Linked DNA regions of Sus scrofa: regions 1, 3, 4, 5 and 6 are each linked to region 2. Evidence: chromatin contacts called from public Hi-C and HiChIP or PLAC-seq data. All regions are on one chromosome and are shown on one strand. Each heading gives the region's core, a stretch centred on a gene start, on an enhancer-like site or on the middle of the called end of the contact. The rest is flanking DNA. Distances are from core to core; before and after follow the strand shown. Region 1 overlaps MKL1 (MKL/myocardin-like protein 1). Region 2 holds the start of TNRC6B (trinucleotide repeat-containing gene 6B protein). Region 3 holds the start of ADSL (adenylosuccinate lyase). Region 4 holds the start of MIEF1 (mitochondrial dynamics protein MID51). Region 5 holds the start of RPS19BP1 (active regulator of SIRT1). Region 6 holds the start of SGSM3 (small G protein signaling modulator 3).

Evidence for each region. Hi-C and Micro-C count contacts between places; a contact is called where the count stands out from the background. HiChIP or PLAC-seq counts read pairs in DNA pulled down with a chosen protein or histone mark.
Region 1: a contact with region 2 is called in a Hi-C map of skeletal muscle, with 4 times the contacts expected there. The contact joins the enhancer-like site here to the promoter of TNRC6B in region 2. A contact is called at or near these places in 2 of 47 Hi-C or Micro-C datasets (alveolar macrophages and skeletal muscle) and 2 of 2 datasets of contacts at active chromatin or transcription factors (alveolar macrophages and skeletal muscle).
Region 3: a contact with region 2 is called in a Hi-C map of embryonic fibroblasts, with 3 times the contacts expected there. The contact joins the promoter of ADSL here to the promoter of TNRC6B in region 2. A contact is called at or near these places in 3 of 5 promoter capture datasets (fetal liver, fetal skeletal muscle and liver), 12 of 47 Hi-C or Micro-C datasets (embryonic fibroblasts, fetal heart ventricle, fetal skeletal muscle and 5 more) and 2 of 2 datasets of contacts at active chromatin or transcription factors (alveolar macrophages and skeletal muscle).
Region 4: a contact with region 2 is called in an H3K27ac HiChIP or PLAC-seq map of alveolar macrophages. The contact joins the promoter of MIEF1 here to the promoter of TNRC6B in region 2. A contact is called at or near these places in 1 of 47 Hi-C or Micro-C datasets (liver) and 2 of 2 datasets of contacts at active chromatin or transcription factors (alveolar macrophages and skeletal muscle).
Region 5: an H3K27ac HiChIP or PLAC-seq map of alveolar macrophages shows a contact between it and region 2. The contact joins the promoter of RPS19BP1 here to the promoter of TNRC6B in region 2. A contact is called at or near these places in 5 of 5 promoter capture datasets (fetal liver, fetal skeletal muscle, liver and 1 more), 33 of 47 Hi-C or Micro-C datasets (adipose tissue, alveolar macrophages, blood and 17 more) and 2 of 2 datasets of contacts at active chromatin or transcription factors (alveolar macrophages and skeletal muscle).
Region 6: an H3K27ac HiChIP or PLAC-seq map of alveolar macrophages shows a contact between it and region 2. The contact joins the promoter of SGSM3 here to the promoter of TNRC6B in region 2. A contact is called at or near these places in 2 of 5 promoter capture datasets (fetal liver and liver) and 1 of 2 datasets of contacts at active chromatin or transcription factors (alveolar macrophages).

The regions. Positions count from the first base shown.
Region 1 is chr5:7,954,926-7,957,863 of Sscrofa11.1, forward strand. It overlaps MKL1 (MKL/myocardin-like protein 1), which reads left to right. Exons shown (of 16, transcript XM_021092835.1): 6 at 2,561-2,616. Among named protein-coding and RNA genes, the nearest start is that of SGSM3, 61 kb to the right of the region's middle. Within about 2 kb of position 1,381, at least 43 of the 83 cell types and tissues checked have an H3K27ac peak or open chromatin away from gene starts, as enhancers often do. A contact at or near this core is called in alveolar macrophages and skeletal muscle, where this site is marked.
Region 2 is chr5:8,309,653-8,312,352 of Sscrofa11.1, forward strand. It overlaps TNRC6B (trinucleotide repeat-containing gene 6B protein), which reads right to left and starts at 1,412. Exons shown (of 26, transcript XM_021092847.1): 1 at 1,386-1,412. The coding sequence starts at 1,397. It overlaps LOC102162756 (a long non-coding RNA gene), which reads left to right and starts at 2,313. Exons shown (of 2, transcript XR_001305237.2): 1 at 2,313-2,539.
Region 3 is chr5:8,043,792-8,046,793 of Sscrofa11.1, forward strand. ADSL (adenylosuccinate lyase) reads right to left here and starts at 1,689. Exons shown (of 13, transcript NM_001130733.1): 1 at 1,519-1,689. The coding sequence starts at 1,671. It overlaps LOC106507467 (a long non-coding RNA gene), which reads left to right and starts at 1,752. Exons shown (of 2, transcript XR_001303476.2): 1 at 1,752-2,589.
Region 4 is chr5:8,760,516-8,763,338 of Sscrofa11.1, forward strand. MIEF1 (mitochondrial dynamics protein MID51) reads right to left here and starts at 1,572. Exons shown (of 6, transcript XM_001929366.6): 1 at 1,381-1,572.
Region 5 is chr5:8,733,867-8,736,923 of Sscrofa11.1, forward strand. It overlaps RPS19BP1 (active regulator of SIRT1), which reads left to right and starts at 1,497. Exons shown (of 4, transcript XM_003126008.4): 1 at 1,497-1,649; 2 at 1,788-1,916. The coding sequence starts at 1,598.
Region 6 is chr5:8,016,444-8,019,143 of Sscrofa11.1, forward strand. SGSM3 (small G protein signaling modulator 3) reads right to left here and starts at 1,339. Exons shown (of 21, transcript XR_002344287.1): 1 at 1,221-1,339.

The DNA of each region.
Region 1 (2,938 bases), core at 131-2,630, 350 kb before region 2:
ACTTTTTGAAGAGGTGAAGAAACCGACCAAGAGGAAGGAAAAAACTCCGACTTGGGCATGAGAGGGAATTAGGTTGTGATCCTAACTCTGCCACTTGCTGCCTTTCCTACCCTTTCTGAACCTGTCCCCATCTGTAAAGTGGGGTATAACCCGCCACACAGCATCACTAGGAATATTCAAGTAGACAGCACGTTTAAAGTATCAAGAATGGTGTCGTCCATAGAAGCAGACTTCCTCGCTATTACATGAAAAGTTCCTTAACTCGGTGCAGCCAAGGAGGAAGTCACATCCTCGACAGCTAGTCCACCTGTCACTTGTCCCATTCGTGGTGCGGCACCCCTGTCGTACAGGAGGATGATGCACTCCCCTTCCATCAGGAAATTCTGTGCTTCGGGAGTTGTTTTTCTAGACACTGGGTCTGTGCCTTCCTCCTTGGGACAGCCAGTGCAGGTTGTTGAGGCCGCAAGCTGGCTGGTGTTTTAGTCAGCTAATCTGTGGCTGTGGTGCCTAAACCAGCCGGCCTGTGTGGGAATCTAGCCCAGGGCCCAACCGCGTTGCCGCGTCTGATGACAGCAGCAGTAAATGCATTGGTGAGCACCGCCGGCTTCAGAGCGCTTTCATTCTCAGAAGAGTCCCAGGAGGGAGCAAATGCTCACTCTGCAGAAGAAGAACATGAGACCCAGAAAGTGGTCCTACCCTGAGTCACGCCAGCGGTGACTGGCAGAGCCCAGGACGAGAACCCAGGGGTCTTGATGCTCCCTCTGGGACCTCTGTGACGTTTTGGACCCAGATGAGAGCCTAATTCTGGCAGTTCAAATGGACGTTTAGAGCTCACAGAATCCTCTAGTTTTCCTGTCAGTAGTGTACATTTTGTGTCCCTTATAGAATATTCATTAATTCATTGAATGAATTACGTGCTGGGTACTTTCGGCTTTGGGGGTCTGTCAGAAAGGAAAGAAGTAGACAAAACCCGGCCGTGCCCTGATGGAGCAAGCTTATTCAGATGTAACCAAATAAGAAAGATCTGTAGTATGACCGTAGAGAGTGTGAGATGGTATGAGCTATGCAGAAAAATAAGGCAGAAGGGCGGCTGGGGGTGGGGGTGGGGCAGACACTGAGTTGGCTCTGATTCTTAGTCTCATTCCCACTCTCTGAGAGCAAAGCTGCCTGTTCATTCCCTGCTGGTTCATCACACCCTGCATATCAGGGCTTTTGGAGACCGATTTTGGAGTTGAACCAGCTCTACTCAGTAGAAGCAGGTGCAGGGGCTGTCTGCTTACCCACTGAGAGGCCAGGACCTTCAGATTAGAGCTGGGTTGGCCTGGGTAGTGCTTTGGAATGCTCTGGTAGGCTGGGGAGGGAGCTGGTGCTGGTTTTCCTTAGATTATTTCTTAGATCTAGAGCTCCCCCTGCTGTTAGAAGGTGGGGTGCTCTCAACTGATCTTTTAAAATGATTGTTTTTTTACCCTAAGTTCTAAAAACCCCGAAACGTTTAAAAAAAAAAGTACTGCAGGACATTTGGAGCTTTCTTGTGAGACTGCTCCTGGTAAGGCCCAGCCCTCGGGGCGGGCTGGGGGAGGAAGCACAGAGGCCCCGGCAGGATAGGGCCCTATCTGTGCTCAATGCTACTTATAGCGTCTCCTTACCCTGCACTCCTACCACAGCCGGCAGCCCCGCAAAATTATCTCCCCACAGTTTCACAGCTGCTCTGAAATTCTCAAGCAGCAGAAGTGAAACTGACCATGATCTTATAAATTCCTCCTTACTGCTGTTCCCTGCTTGAAGTGAATCAGGCCCTTACCCTCTCATCCTCAGGGTGTCCTGCTGAGTTTTAACACAAGCTCTCTTCGTGATGCTGCATCCTTAGAGGGTTCTGCTTTGATCTCTCCACCTCGGTGCTGTTTACTGAGTCGAGAACTGCGGCCCCAGAACAGAGCTGAGTCTTGGGCGGGGGCTGCAGGGAGCCCTTCTGGTCAGCACTGGGTGTGTGCACCAGGGTTAACCATAGAGTCCCTGTGAAGTTCTTTTAGTCCTTCAAGGTGAAATTCAGGTTAATTTTAGCAGCACTATTAATATCAGCTGAGCTGAAGAAGGAAATGGCACCCAAGCAGACGTGTGTCTTTTTGGTTTAATTGCCCCATTCAGACCGTTTGGTTGCTTTGCGATTCCTGATGAGATTGAAGAGGGAGAGCAGGTGGACGCCGCTTGCAGCCCTGCTCCGTGTCCCCATCTTCCTGAGAGTAAAGGGAGGCCCGGCAGGCCTTCTTGGAGGGTTGCCTGCTCATGGAGGATTCTGTTACAGTTCTATTCCATGGGTGCTCTTTCTGGAGCCCAGGCTTAGGCAGGGACTCTCCACTGGGAACAAAGTAACCGAACTGTTTCGAGGGGGAGCTGAAGCACCGAGCTGTGTGCTTGCTCAGGTGCCGTTTTCTTCCTCACTTCAGCTGGTGCTGAGTCCTGCTAAAATCAACTTGAATTTAAGACGCCTTCTCCACTGTAAATTGGAAGTAGACATCATGCTTCACTATAAAGTAATCTTTTATGATTCTTTTCCCAACAGCTTTGAAAAGTCCAGCTGCATTTCATGAGCAGAGAAGGAGCTTGGAGCGGGCCAGGGTAAGGCACCTTCCCTCCCCAAGGATTCCCAGGAGCATTTTCAGAGCCTATTACGTTGCGGGTCCTCTTCCTTCCAGTCGGGCATGTCTCCAGGGTCAGCCCAGGTCTCACAGTTGTAAATATAAGGTGCTGCCTTTTCCGCTTCATCCCCCCTCCTCCCCGTGTCCCCCAGCGTGGTGACATGGACCGTGATGAGAAAGAGTTTCCTCCTCTGGTGCATGCGAGTGTGCAGTGGTCGCCTCTCTCCCTTGGCTTTGTTCACCACTAGTATTTCCATCTTTAATTCCACTTAGCCTTTTGTAGCTGTTAGGATGTGGACAGC
Region 2 (2,700 bases), core at 162-2,661:
CTGGCCCAGGAACTTCCACATCCCTCCGGCACAGGCACGGCCAAAAAACGAACAAAAAACCAGTTAAGAACTAAGAAACTATAAAGCCATCATTATCATCATCACTGCATCCCACGTGAAACAAGCCGGTCTGATTTGTACTCCGGATTCTAGCCTTAGCGTAGCAACCTACTACATTCACATCTCCACTACCTACCTACAAGGATACTGCACACTGTAGAGGTGCCAAGGTGCTGTAAGTTCTGCTTTTTAACAGACATTTACATAACATCACCAAAAGAATAAACAAAGTTTCAAAGCCAAGATGCTTCTCCAAATCAATAGGAAACTATCATTCTACTGAAATTCCCTGCAAGTAAGAAGTAAATAGCTTCTATTGTTAAACTTTCACAAAATACAAGATATGAGGTATCAAAACATTTGTTTGCTTAACTGCTGGGGGGGGGCAAAATTAATGACATTTTATTCACTTACTATGGAGAAACATCTCTGGCCAATTCTGTTGTATGATGCTGCTTATACTGCAATACAAAGGAGCAACTTGAAATTCACCTTATCTCTCACTCAATCTCTAGCGCAGATGCTAAAAAGTAATAAAACAGCCAAAAGATACAAAGATACATGAGAAAGCAAGGAGCCTGAAAAGACCCAGATAGTATTCTGTGCTCAAAGATATGAGGATAGGTTGGTCCTTAAAGTGCCCGACTAGAGGCTACTGGCTGTCTTCAGCCTCTACAGTGTATTTAAGCCCACTGTGGAAACCGGCTAGTTTGAAGCCACAGGGCGCAGGACCAGGGGACAGCAGAAAACACCTCGGGCTGAACGTCCTCTGCCAGTCCCCTCCTTTCCCCGTGGAGAGTGAATCGCCTCTGGAAGGTGGCCACACTCAGGGCTCTGGGGTGAGGGATGGGGGCGGGATCCCCCGGTCCGGGATGAGCAGGGGAACGCATTCGCTCCGTCACGCAGGTCTTGCACACAGGTGGGGACCGAGAGGCTGAGGCCTGCCGCCTCCCTCTGCCACTGCCTGGCAGGGGCCCCGACGCGCCTCCGCGGGCCTCGGCTCTTTGCCACTACCGGGACCCCTCCCCGCCCCGAGGTCCCCCGGCGACGAGAAGCGAACTCGATCGACCAGCCCACCCGGAAGCCCTCCCCCAGCTCACACCTGCCGGCGCGTGACGCCCAGAGCCGCGCGTGCGCGCCCGCCCGGCCCTTCCATTCCCAGCGCCCCTTCCCCGCGCGCGGACGTCGACCGCGTCCCTCCCCGCCCTGGGGTCAAACCCACCAGACGCCCGCCCCACGGAGCGCGCGCCCAACGCCGCCGCCCCCGCCTGCCCCGCGCGCGCGCTCACGCCCCTCCCGGCCCTCTCCCCGCCGCGCGCGCTCACTCGCGAGGACATGCACACGCTGCGCCTCAGCTTGACAGGCCGGCCCCGCGCGGCGCGCTCCCGCGGGCGTCCTCACCCACCCGGCCGCCCGACTCTGACTGGGCGGTGAGCGGGGGAGGGGAAGGACAGCAGTGGCCGTCGGTCCTCACTCACCGCCGAGCCGTGCCCGCTCCGAGTGCGCGGCGTTCCGCTGTGAGGCGATGCGCTGCGAGGCGCGCGGTCCCCGCTTCTCCGCAGGCTATGGAGGCGACGTAGTAGGGAGACTGAGGGGCTCGGGGGGGAGTCACTCCCTCCCGCTTCACCTCCGAGAAACACGGGGACCCCAGAAACTAAAAACAAAATAAACAAACTTTCCCCTCCGCCTCCCTCCCCCAAAACCACAACACAAACACTCGGGGGCCCGCCCAGAGCCCCATTCCATTGGCCGCAGGAAGGATGCTGCCGGCCGTCACTGGCTGCCTTCTATGCCCGTCAAGCTGCTGTTCCGCCCCTCCAATTCCTCGCCGCTGCCGTCGCCCCTCATTGGTTAAGTGCGTTCCGTTTGACGAGCTAGGATTGGCTACGCTGCCTGCGCCAATCATTAGGGGACACACCCCCTCAGCATCCCAGAGGCCGCTTCCTCCGTTGCGGACTGGGAGAGGCGAAGGGGAAACTAGAGCATGATGGCGGCCGAGCTCACTTGGCGCAACCATCGCCTTTTTTCTTTTATTTGCTCATTAGTGCCTCGGCCTCGCGCTGTTTCCCCTAAGGTCCTCTCTCTATCCACTACTGCCTAATAACGGAATCTATACGTCCCGGCTCCTTGATTTATCCCCTCCGAAGTGCTGAGTGTGGGCTGGTTGTACGTCATTGGACTGTTGGAATGTCACTCCCTGGTCAAATCCTCAAACTATTGGTGGGACGGCAAGAGAGCCCGTCCAACAACAAGAGCTAGTGCCATTGGTTTGTCTCCACCGAGTTCTTTCCTGGTACCTTATTGGGCTAAAAGGCGCGTCGGTCAGATCTGGATTCGTTTTGCTACGGTTGTTTGCTAGGGAGTTTAGATGACTCTGGTCGTTTGGCCTGTAGTTGACTGTAATAACGACTGCTATTTATTGCGTGCCTACTTTGTGCCAACTATGCAGAGATCTTTACAGGGACTATTGGTTAAACCCGTGAGTTTTATATTCTAAATTTTACCGATAGGAAACCAGGGCTCCAGAGCGGCTGGGATATTTGCCCAAGGTCACCTAGGTGGGAAGTAGTAGACCGGCATTTGGTCCCAGGTCTGTTTGACTCCATTGCCTTAGCTCTTTTCGCTTTTAGTGCCTTTACC
Region 3 (3,002 bases), core at 439-2,938, 270 kb before region 2:
TCAGACTGTATTTCTTTTCTTTTTTTTTTTTGGTCTTTTTGCTATTTCTTTGGGCCGCTTCTGCGGCATATGGAGGTTCCCAGGCTAGGGGTCTAATCGGAGCTGTAGCCACCGGCCTACGCCAGAGCCACAGCAACTCGGGATCCGAGCCTCGTCTGCAACCTACACCACAGCTCACGGCAACGCCGGATCGTTAACCCACTGAGCAAGGGCAGGGACCGAACCCGCAACCTCATGGTTCCTAGTCGGATTCGTTAACCACTGTGCCACGACGGGAACTCCCAGACTATATTTCAATGCCAACTTGAAACGTGGAGTGCTACCACCCTCATCCACAGGGATAGAACAGAAAACAGAAGCTAGAGTATACGCTGTTCACATCCTCATCTGTAGCTCTTATTGTTTATCTGAGCCTAGAGTTTTATGAAATCTCTCTGTAACTCCATTCTATCATCAGTGAAACTGGAATAACAGTACTTCTTATAAACAGTTGTTCTGAGGATTGGGAAACTATTAACAGTTAAGGTTTTCAAACTATGGAGCACACACAGGAGATGCTGTAGCAATGTCTGCTAGTATTAGGTACTACTTTATTTTTTTGAGCACAGTGACAGGAAGTGGGGAAAACCTAGGAAGAAAGTTTCCTGTTGGGAGACCAAGTACCTCGGTCTCAGGCATATACTCAGATTGCTTCTGGTTTACTAACTGTTGTCTGGTAGGGTACTGCCATCTTGCTCGTCCTAGCATTTTCCTCTGAAACCTTATAGCTCTTGGATCACCTTCTCATTCCTTCAGCTCCTTTGGGCAGGCCCGTCTGGAGCTATTTTTGAAACTGTTGGGCTGAGTAAGTCTACTGAGCAGCACTTTTAAGAGAAACCAAATATTAAATCTCGTCTAATAACCCCTCCTCCGATTTTTCCTCCCCAGGGGCAAAGGGCAGCGAGTGAAGCGTTAATGGTGGCCTAGGAAACATGGATTCTGTAGCTGATCCTGGTCTCCGTCCACACTGAGGCATTGTGGAAGACGAAGTGGCCAAGCGCTCAGGTTTCGCACGGAACACAGGATCACATTTGGGTTTCTCTATTGCTGTTAAGGAGCAAATTATGAGCTGGATTATCATAGAGGCTTGGTCTTCTCTCCTATATGTGGGAAAACACCACCTAGTTTGCAAAGTCTTTATTCGTTAACAGGGAAAAGACGTGTACACAAATGAGCACAGGGGCCCGTAACAAGCGCTCAGGAGTGTACTCCCGCGGGAATGGCCACGATTTACTCCCTGAAACAGAAAACTGAACTTCTCGCCGCCCCCTGTGCGTCTCCAACCCTTGACGATTATAAACACGTACAGGTGCGGCGCGAGGGCCTTTCGCCCTGGCCTTCCCGGGGCCGCAGCTCCTCTGGAAAGAGAACACCCGGCGGAAAACAGCGGGGCAGCTGTCTCAGGCTGCTCAGCCCACACCGGGCGCAGAGCCCGGCACGCGCAGGGGCGGGCCCGCCTCTCAGCACCGGGCGCGTTACCTGCTCAGCCTCCGCCAGCCACAGCCAGAGTTGCCGCCAGGTCCGGAATTTGTACCTGTCGCTAAACACGAAGCACATCTCCGGGCTGGCATAGCGGGAGGCAAGCGGCGAGCGGTAGCTGTCGTGCCCGCCATGGTCACCTCCCGCCGCCATCCCGAACACACGACCCTGCTAGAAGGGACAGGACCAGCCACAGCGGAAGCGGAAGTCAGAGGCGGGACTTCCCTGCTTGGGGGGCGGGGCTTCCTCCACTTGGTCCAGGTCCCGGGGCTCCGGGTGGCCGCAGCCCTCAAGGTTGTGGAGGGTTTCCGCGAGCCGCTGAGCCCGCGGCTGAGGGTTAAGGATTTTTTTCTTCGTTTACAAGGAACAGTGATTAGCGCTTCATAAGTTATTTCGCAGTTCTGCGTCTCAGCTTTTCCATCTGAAAAGACTCGCCTTTAAATTGCTGAGTGTTGCTGTGGCTGTGGTCTTGTCTGGCAGCTCAGATTCGACCCCTACCCGGGAACTTCCATATGCCGCAGACGCGGCCCTAAAAAGACAGGGGGGAAAAAAAAAGATTGCTGAGAGGATTGGGTATCGGTATCTATGTCTGGGACACTTAGAAAGCCCTCTGTGTGTTTGCTATTGTTTATTATTGCCGCCTACCCTTCCCCCGCGTTTGCCAGGCGCCGCGCGCAGTTCTGAGGAATGAAGATGCCCGAAAGAAATCGGCATTTATTGAGTTCCAAGTGAGCCCCTTGGACGAAACAGCGGTAAAAGCGGATTTCAGTAAGCGCTGAAACTGAGCCTCAGACGTTGATGACTTGCTGAGGGCCACCCAACTAAGTGAAGCCTCCCGACTTCAGATCCTGCACTCCAAGCCATCGTGCTGCAAAGGTCCCAGCACACATCGTGTGGGGTCCCACCTAACGCTTGGTGAGGGCATCCCAACCCCGCCTCCTCCGTCCTGGAACACCTCTGTCACTACCTCTTCCTCAAGGTCCAGTCCAGAAAATGTTCCCTGACAGTCCTACTCTTCTTTCTGGTTGGGCAATGATAAAACCCCGCTAAGGTTTATGGAGATCTCACTAGGTATGTCACTGTCCTGAGTGCTTTACACAAGTGATCTTGTTCTTTTGTTTGTTTGCCACACCTGCCAGGCATGCGGAAGTTCCCAGGCCAGAGATGGAATCCCAGCGGCACTGCCGCAACGCTGTACCTTAATCCAGCGTGCTACAGCGGCAGCTCCGCAAGTGATCTTGTTTAATCCATGTGAGGATCCTGAGTTGCTCAGTTATTTTTTTAATGAAATGATACATACACTCCTCTCCAAAGCAGAGCACTAAGTAAATGCTAGCCATTTTTATGATCCCCATGTTGCAGATGGCAAAAGGAAGGCATGGGCAGGCAGGCTGAGCGTCTTTTCTTCTCCCATAGAAGGGCAAAAGCAAGGAATTAGGTGACGGGATAAGCTCCAGGCTCCTGGTTCTTCACAGATCCAAAGG
Region 4 (2,823 bases), core at 322-2,821, 450 kb after region 2:
TAACAATTGCCTGAGATATTGTTCGCAAAGCACCTGCAATAGAACCTTACCCTAAGGGGGCGTCTAGGTGGGTTGAAGCTAAGGGCTCTCAGTCATAACTGAATCCTAGCACCACCACTTATGAGCCGATGACCTTTGGCAAGTTCCTTCACCTCTCTGTACTTACCTTAGTTCCTTATGTGTAAAAGGAGGATTAAAATTGTATTTTCCACATGGCCGGTAAGAGGATGAAATGAGTGAATGTATGTGAATGTGGTTAGAACAGCATTTGGCATCTACTAAGCAGTCTATCAGGGACAGCTATTATTAGGGTTACCTACTCTCATCTGTATTCAATGGAGCTACACATAAACTGTCACAGTCAGTCCTTACACAACAGCAGGGGGTTATCATTTGTAAAGTGCTTTGTCATCCCTTATCACATGTAAGTTGAGGAACTTACAAACTGGTCCGGGTTCACGTCAAGCTTTAACACTTACTGTTTACTAGATATCATGCGAGGGCTAAGCAGGTCCCACGTGACAACTCATCCCGTTCTAACACACCACCAGTGTCATCGGTATCCCCATTTTAAGTAGAGAAAACTGATGCTCCCAGAGGGAAGTAACTTGCCCACAGGCACACAGCTGTAAAGAGGGGGTGCACGCGTGTCCCCAATTCTGCCTGCCTCTGTAATGACAGCTACTACCATTGGCTAGGAGCTTACCAAGTGCACAGCACTTCTAGGTGTTCTACAAACTTTCCCAGCACAGGGCCTGGCACATACTAAAGAGGGAACCCTCAAAACGTCCTTCTGTGGAAAAAAATGATGATGACCCTTGTTTCTGAAATACAGAAACGAGAAGGAGTGGGGGAAACATTTGGTAAAAACGTCTGGACTTTGGGCCCCAAACCAGCTAGCCATCAGCCTCCGGCCTAGTGCTAGCAGCCATCCCCGTCCCTTTTTCCTCAACTGCAGAAGAGCACCCCTCAGCCCCCCTTAAGGGTCTCCCGCAGCAGGAGATAAGTCCAGAAATCAACAGGAAAAGTGCTTTATGAAGTAGGAAGCGACTGTCACGCCAGAGCTGTTACTACAAGGTCGAGCGGCGAGTGGGCGGCTGGGCCCCGGCGGGTCCCCAGTTTCTTCCCCGACCCCGCCTTCGCACCGAGCCGAAGAGGGAAGACCCCGAGGCTGGGGCAGGCCGGCTCAGGCCCCCCCGGGAGGGCTCCGGAGGCTGGGGCGGGGCCAACGAGAGGCCTCAGGGGGAAAGCCCGGCAGGCTAGGGCCAGACCCCCGGCGGCCAGGTCGGTAGCCAGGGCCGGATAGGGAGCACCGGCCGCGGCCCTGAGAGGAAAGGCGGCGAGCCCCCAGCCCTGGCCCTCACTCCTCCCCTCACTTACCTGCGGGCCGCGCGCGCGCTACCACTCCTCGAGTCTCGCCTCTCGCCCGGTACCTCTCCTGGGGTCACCCGCCAACATGGCCCCTTCACTTCCGGGACACGACCTTGCGCACGGAGCTGAGGGGAGGGATCGAAGAGAGCCTGGAGGCAGGGGGAGGCGGGAGGACTTCCGGTTTCCCCCGCCTAGGCCTCTCTCGGGGCGGGGCCAGAGCCACGTCGGGCCACGCCCCCTAGCTCGGCTCCGCCCACAAGCTTGAGTCCCGCCTCCGTACGTGACAACACAGAGGGTCCGGCCTGCTGAGGGCCTCGCCTACGCGGCGGTCCCAGGCGTCGTCGTCCCGCGGAACAGAGCCAGGGAAAGCTGGGGGAGGCAGCTGGGCGGGGTAGTCACCCACCCTGCTGCCAGCACCGTGGTCTGTCCGGGGGGTCTGGCCAGGCCCCAGCACTGTCTGCCCATCTCGAGCTGGAACCATGAGGGCTCCTGGGGGACTTTTAACACTAACAGTATTCCCTATCGTGGCTTTCACAGCTCTTCCATTTTCTCAGATTGCCTTCTTTTCAACCCTCCATGCCGTTCCCGCTCCCCTGGCAAAGACCTACCTTTCAAGGACCACCTCAACTGTCCCCTGTTGAAGTCTTTTCCCGCCCCCTTTCTCATCCAACATTAATGTCTCCTTTGGGCTCCACGGAAATGTCTGCTGACCACCTAGGGCTTCACTCCTTAAGTTAACAAAACGTGTTATTGGCGCCTGTTATTTGCTAGGCACTGTTTTTTTAGTTTCTGTCTCACCAGATTTAAGGGCAGGAGCCATGTCCTTACGGAATCCCTAAACCCCCTTCCCCCCAGAGCCTAGTTCAGTGTCCGGCTGAGGAAGGATAGTCTAGGAGGGGAGGGGAACAGGCAGGCTTTGGAATCAAGCCCAGACAGCTCCAGTTCCAGTCCCAGTTCCACCACTTAAGGACAGCTGCCTGCCCTCTGGCAAGTTTCCTAACCCCTCCCAGCTTTTGTGTGGATTAAAAGGCATCTGGCAGGACAATTGCCCACCCTTCCATTCATTCTTGCATAAATCCTTGTTTTGCAAGCACTGCCACTGGCACTGCAGAGAATACATCAAGTCCTCAGATTCTGGTGGAGGCTGATGTCAGAGGAGGTGATAAGAACCGGGAGAAACTTGAGAAACTTACTGGATGAGAGGATGAAGGGAAAGGAGTTGCCTTTTTATGTGGAGTGTTGCCAGAAGGCCTGTCTGATAAGGGAACCTGGAGTAGGACCTGAGGGAGGAGCATTCCAGGTGTTGGCCCTCAGGTGGGCCCTTAGGCTCAGCTGTCCTAGGAGCAGAAGAGAGGGGACCAGTGCCAGGGGAGTAGAGTGAGTGAGCAAGAACTGGGGAAGACGCAGGACTGCAGGTCCTTTTCGGGGCAGGGGAGGGGAGACTATGCTGAG
Region 5 (3,057 bases), core at 247-2,746, 420 kb after region 2:
GCCTTTACTATAAGCCAAGCACAACTGCAGGTGCCAGAGATGTAACAGTGAACAAAGAAAGATCTTTGCCTTTGTAGAGCTTATAGTGGGTGGGGAAAGAGTCAATAAAAAATACATGGGAATTCCCGGGGTGATTCAGTGGAAACAACTCTGACTAGCATCCATGAGGACACAGGTTCATTCCCTGGCCTCCCTCAGTGGGTTAAGGATCCGACGTTGCCATGAGCTGTGTTGTGGGTCACAGACACGGCTCAGATCTGGCATTGCTGTGGCTGTGGCATAGACTGGCAGCTACAGCTCCGATTTGACCTCTAGCCTGGGAACCTCCATGTGCCACAGGCTCAGCCCTAAAAAAAAAAAAGGACCAACTGAGTCATCTCTGTGACCTACACTCGACAGTGTCAGGTATGCAAGAGGCCCTCAGAACATGTTTGTACAATGAATTCAGTGGTTCGTCCTCATTCCTCACTCATTTATTGTCTTCTGCATGCCAGGTACTAGGCCAGGATCTGCAGATGGAGCAGGGAACCAGACAGGATTCCTCCACACAGCAAGAACTTCTAAGCCAGACGTTCTCAAATTATTTGGTATAAGAACTTCTTTATGCTTAGAAAAATTCAGAATCCCAAAGAGCTATTTTATGTGTAAATACATAACGACAGTTACCATGTAAGAAACTAAAACAGAGAATTTATAAAATATTTATTAATTGGTTTAATATGACAAGCCTACTTATTAATATAAGAGAATTTTGTTTTGTTTTGTTTTGGGGTTTTTTTTTGGGGGGGGGGTCTCTTTAGGGCCGCACGCGGGGCAGATGGAAATTCCCAGGCTAGGGGTCAATCAAAGCTGTAGTCGCCCGCCTACACCACAGCCACAGCAATGCCAGATCCAGGTGGCGTCTTCAGCCTACACCGCATTTCACTGGCAATGCTGGATCCTTAATCCACTGAGCGAAGCCAGGGATCAAACCCGCGTCCTCATGGATACTATCCGGGTTCATTACCGCTGAGCCACAACGGAAATTCCCTAAGTGACATATTTTAATGAAATCAACTGTATTTTACAAAACAACAAAATAGTGGGAAAACACTTATATGTTTTGCATTCTTGAAAATGCCTTTAATGTCCGGTTTAAAGAAGACAGCCGTTAAGGCGAACTCTATCTGTGCGATACGTTGCTCTGGTTGAATTGCATTTAAAAATACTTCAAAAAATGCATTCTCCTTTTTCATAAAAATTGAGAATATTACCACTCCGCCCTGCCCCCGGCCTCGCCCTTGACGGAGCAGCCAGAACCGAGAGGCTTAACCTACCAAACTCTGCTGGGCTGGGCTAGGGGTAGACGGCTTCCTGGAGAAGGTGTGGCCTGGCTCGCAAAGGGTTGGTTGGATTGGGATTGGACGACAAATGTGTCCTTCGTGTGTTGGCCCCACCTCCATATCCCGCCCCCTTCCCGCCCAGTGGTAAGTATAACGCATGCGTCCTAACGCACTTCCTCTGCGGAACCTTCTGTTCTCGCTCTGGTTTCCGCCGAGAAAACAGGGGTGTCCAGGGCGGAAGTACTTGAGGCGTGTGGGCGGGGCTAAGTGCAATTATGTCGGCGGCCTTGCTGCGGCGGGGCTTGGAGCTTTTGGGGGTTCCCGAAGGTGAGGAGGGAAGGTGGGAGGGACTGGGGATGGAGCTTGCGGGGTGCGGAACGATCCAGGCCGGGCTTAGCCTCGGTGGGATGGGAGCCCTGAGCGCCCTCCGACCCGGGTCCGTGCCTTTCTCTGTGCCCGTTACAGCCCCCGAGGCCGCGCCAGGCCAGACTAAGCCTAGCCAGGCTCCAAAGAAACGGACCCGGAAGGCAAAGGCGACCCAGGCCCAGAAACTGCGGAACTCGGCCAAGGGAAAGGTTCCCAAGTCGGCGCTGGGTGAGTTTGGGAGTGGACGGGACGGGACGTGCTGCTCCTGGGATAGGGGCCTGTGCCCTGGAGGAGGGGGCACTTGAGTCAGGGCTTGAAAGGTTCCCCAGACATTTCTAGAACACCTGTGCGACGGGCGCAGGACGGGGCCCTAGGAACGCGGAGGTGAACACATCACCGTCTCAGCCCTCAAACGGGGAGAGAAGCATCATAGAGTTTCAAAATCAGCATATAGTTGCGGTGATGAAGTCTGTGCAGTAAGACTTTCGTGCTTTGAGAAGGACTTCAGGGCCAAATCAGGCTTTTCTAAGGAAGCAACATTTAAGCCCAGACCTGAAGTATAAGAGTGAGCTAGGGGAGGAGTAATCCAGGAGAATGGCATCTACAAAGTCCGAAAGAAATTCGTTGCCTTTGAAAATTTAAAAGAAACCTGGTTAAAGGCAACGTACAGTGAACGAGGGTCAGAGACGGAGCATTTAATAAAAATTAAAACTCCTTGCGCCCGGTGCTTTTCTAAGTCTCGTACAAATATTCACTGATTTCATCTCTCACAGCAACCCTGTGCCGTCGGTGCTGTTATTACCCCATTGTACAGGTGCAGAAACAGGCACCTGCCCAGATGGTACAGGTAGAAACCAGGCAGTGTGTTTCCAGAGCCCTGCTCTCACCTACGTCATTCAACTAGGAGGTGCTGTGGCCTGGGTGGTGGTGGTGGTGCAGAGATAACAGAATTGTGCAGGTGGCTGATGCAGTGAAGAGGGAGCCTTGATGGCCTCAGTGAACTGGCTGTGAGGATGGAGGGGGAAGGAGATCCAGCGGGAATGGAGCCCTGTTTCTAGGAGAGCATCTTGGGCAATGTGGTGCCACTGTACAGACTTAAGAGGGGCAGGTGTGGACTGGATGGTAGGGTGTTTTGACTTGTGGCAGGATTTCATCAGCTCCTAGGGTATCTTTGAATCCCCAGGGCGCATAGAAAGTGTTCAGGTATTTGTTACAAAGAACTATGGGTTCTAAGGAGGAAACACAACATGAGCCAAAGTGGAGGCAAGGAAGTGAGATCCGTCTGAGCAACAGCGATGCTGGCTGCTGGCGTGGAGCAGGAGCACGTGGTGTGCCGGGTCACTTCTCCATCCCAGCCATCGTCGTCCCG
Region 6 (2,700 bases), core at 89-2,588, 290 kb before region 2:
CCTGGCTAGTGTAACAGTTAATGATGATAAGGCTACAGGCAACTGGGATTATTATCAAAAGACAGGAAAGATGTCAGCTTTTATTAGAATCAATTACCAACTAATTATGGAGAACAGAAACAAACATGTAAAACAAGCTATAACTCTGTTGTTTAGAGTTCAGAGAGAACTGGAAGATAAGGAAAAGAGATGAGGAAAATTAGAAGGAAATACATGTGTATCCACAAACCTAATCACAATCACAAAAGCTACAAATAAACATGAGGTTGAAAACTCAGTTTTTGTGAAACAGAGTCTCATTAGGAACTTGAATTTACCAAGAAAGTATAATTAAAGAAAGGTAAAGAATATTCTAGACACCCCTAAATGTCTCACCAAAAAGCAAACACAAAACAGCCAGTCAACCACCACAGATCAAAAATGCAGCCCAAGACTGGAAAACTCGATGCGATACAGCCACTCATCCCTGAAAAGAAACTTTAAATCATCTCCCCCCGACCCGCCTCAAAATGCAAAACATCTTAGATCATTAAACTATGTATGAGAGTAACGTTCAAAATTCCAATCATAAGCACACTGGCCTCAATTTCCTCAATGTTCTACAGCGTGTTCCGAGTCTGGCCTGAAGCTGAGCCTGTGTTTCGACCCCAGACCCGAATCTCCAACGTAAAGTTAGTCAAACCTGAGGAAGACTTTGCTGCTGTTAGTATTAGGCAGATGTCCTTTAAAAAAACAAAAAACAAAACAAAAGGGTCCCCGGCTTCAGATGCGGTGTCTCTAAACTGCTCCCAGCTGCGGGAGCGGGACATATGGGGGCTCGAGCCCCCGGGACACTTATGCTCGGGAGCCGGGGGTCCCCACCTCCCGCCCGGCCAGCTGAGGGTCTCGCCCTCGGAGGCCACCCCCGCCCGAGCGGGATGAGGGGGCACCGGGTCCGAGCGCCGCCTGCGCCCCGCCGCCTGTCCCCCACAGGGGACCTCGGGAGCCCGCGCCTGGCCGCCGCTGGCCCGGACCCCCACCCCCTGCGCAGCACGAGCAAGGCCCTGTCGGCCGGCGGCGGTGCCTCCCTGCTCCTCGGGCCCCTCGGCGCGTCAGGCGTCCGCCAGTCCGTGGGTCAGCCGGTCTGTCCGCAGCCCGCTGCGTCCCCACCGGAGGGGCACGTGTGGGCGCCGGGCCCGCAAACCCAGCGCGTCTCGGCCAACCTCTCGCTCCGCACTCACCTGCCCGCGGGGGATGTCCAGCTGCCGCGCCGCCGCGCGTCGCCGCCACGAAGGTGCCAACCCTGCTTGGGTTCGCAGCTCCGCCCCTGTCAGCGCTCGGTGGCCCCATCGCGCACGCGCGCGGGGCCGGGCGGAGCGGAGCAGCCGCGGGGCATGCCGGGGGCTGTGGTCTTTCGGGTCCGCGGGCCGGAGGCGGCGGGGGTTTGCGCGCCTCTGAACCCAGCACACCAGCTTCTTTCCGAAGCTGAGCCCGGGTCCACCAGTGAGTGAGGGGCAGGGAGTAACAGGCGACTTTCGAAGCCCAGTTTCGGCCGAGTGATGCCCACTTGGCCTCTCGTCTGCACTGCACCCCGAGGAGTTGGGGAATATGGGGTGGACCAGTGGTCATGGTGGGGAAAAGACACAGCAGGGCTCCAGGAAGGATGGGTTTACTTGACATTAATTTGCTAAATATTTAAGTGCCTTCTTTACCGGTGTACAAACTAGTCCTAGACCAGCCTGATCCGCTCTTAGACAACTCACAAGCTTTGGAAGGAGCCACAAATTAGGACAAATTGGTTGAGGTCATACCGAAGAAATTCACTCTTCGGGCATAATGCAGTGAGTGGGTGTAGTCAGAGGCCTGCAATTCAATCAATCAAACCAGCGAACATCTAGCTCGCCCTTAAAATGAGAATGTGAATTTAGGCTTGTTGCGAGAAGTAGATGCTGTGAGAAAATGTTACAGTAAGAATGAACATCCTGCGAAGGTGGTGGGACCCATCACCATTTTATATTCAGATCCCAGTCGACATCAGGCTCTAGTTTTAAAAAGTTTTGAAAGATCACCGAAAACTACACTAGGATTACCGGAATATTCTTCTAGAACTTTCACACTACTCTGAAAAGACACACTACATTTAGTTTTGGAGCTGCTTATAACCTAAGCTCATGTTCCTAATGTGTTCCAACGTGGTTATGATGCAGTGAATTAATGGGAACCATAGGTAAAGCCTACAAAACACAAGGCATTCTTAACCTTGACCTCATTGTATTATGCTCACTTTACAAAACACTTTCATGTTATTCATAACTCTGTGGCAAAAGCAGGGTGATTTTTTTTTCCTTTTTTGTCTTTTCTAGGGCTGCACCCACAGCATATGGAGGTTCCCAGGCTAGGGGTCGAATCAGAGCTGTAGCCAACGGCCTATGTCAGAGCCACAGCAATGCGGGAACTGAGCCACATCTGCGACCTACACCACAGCTCACCACAACGCTGGATCCTTAACCCACTGAGCGAGGCCAGGGATCAAACCTGCAACCTCATGGTTCCTAGTCATATTTGTTAACCACTGAGCCATGACGGGAACTCCAACAGGGTGAATTTTATCATTAGAATTTTAGGAGTTCCCACTGTGGTGCAGTGGGATCGGCGGTGTCTCTGTAGTGCCAGATATAGGTTCCATCTCCAGCCCAGTACAGTGGGTTAAAGGATCTGGTG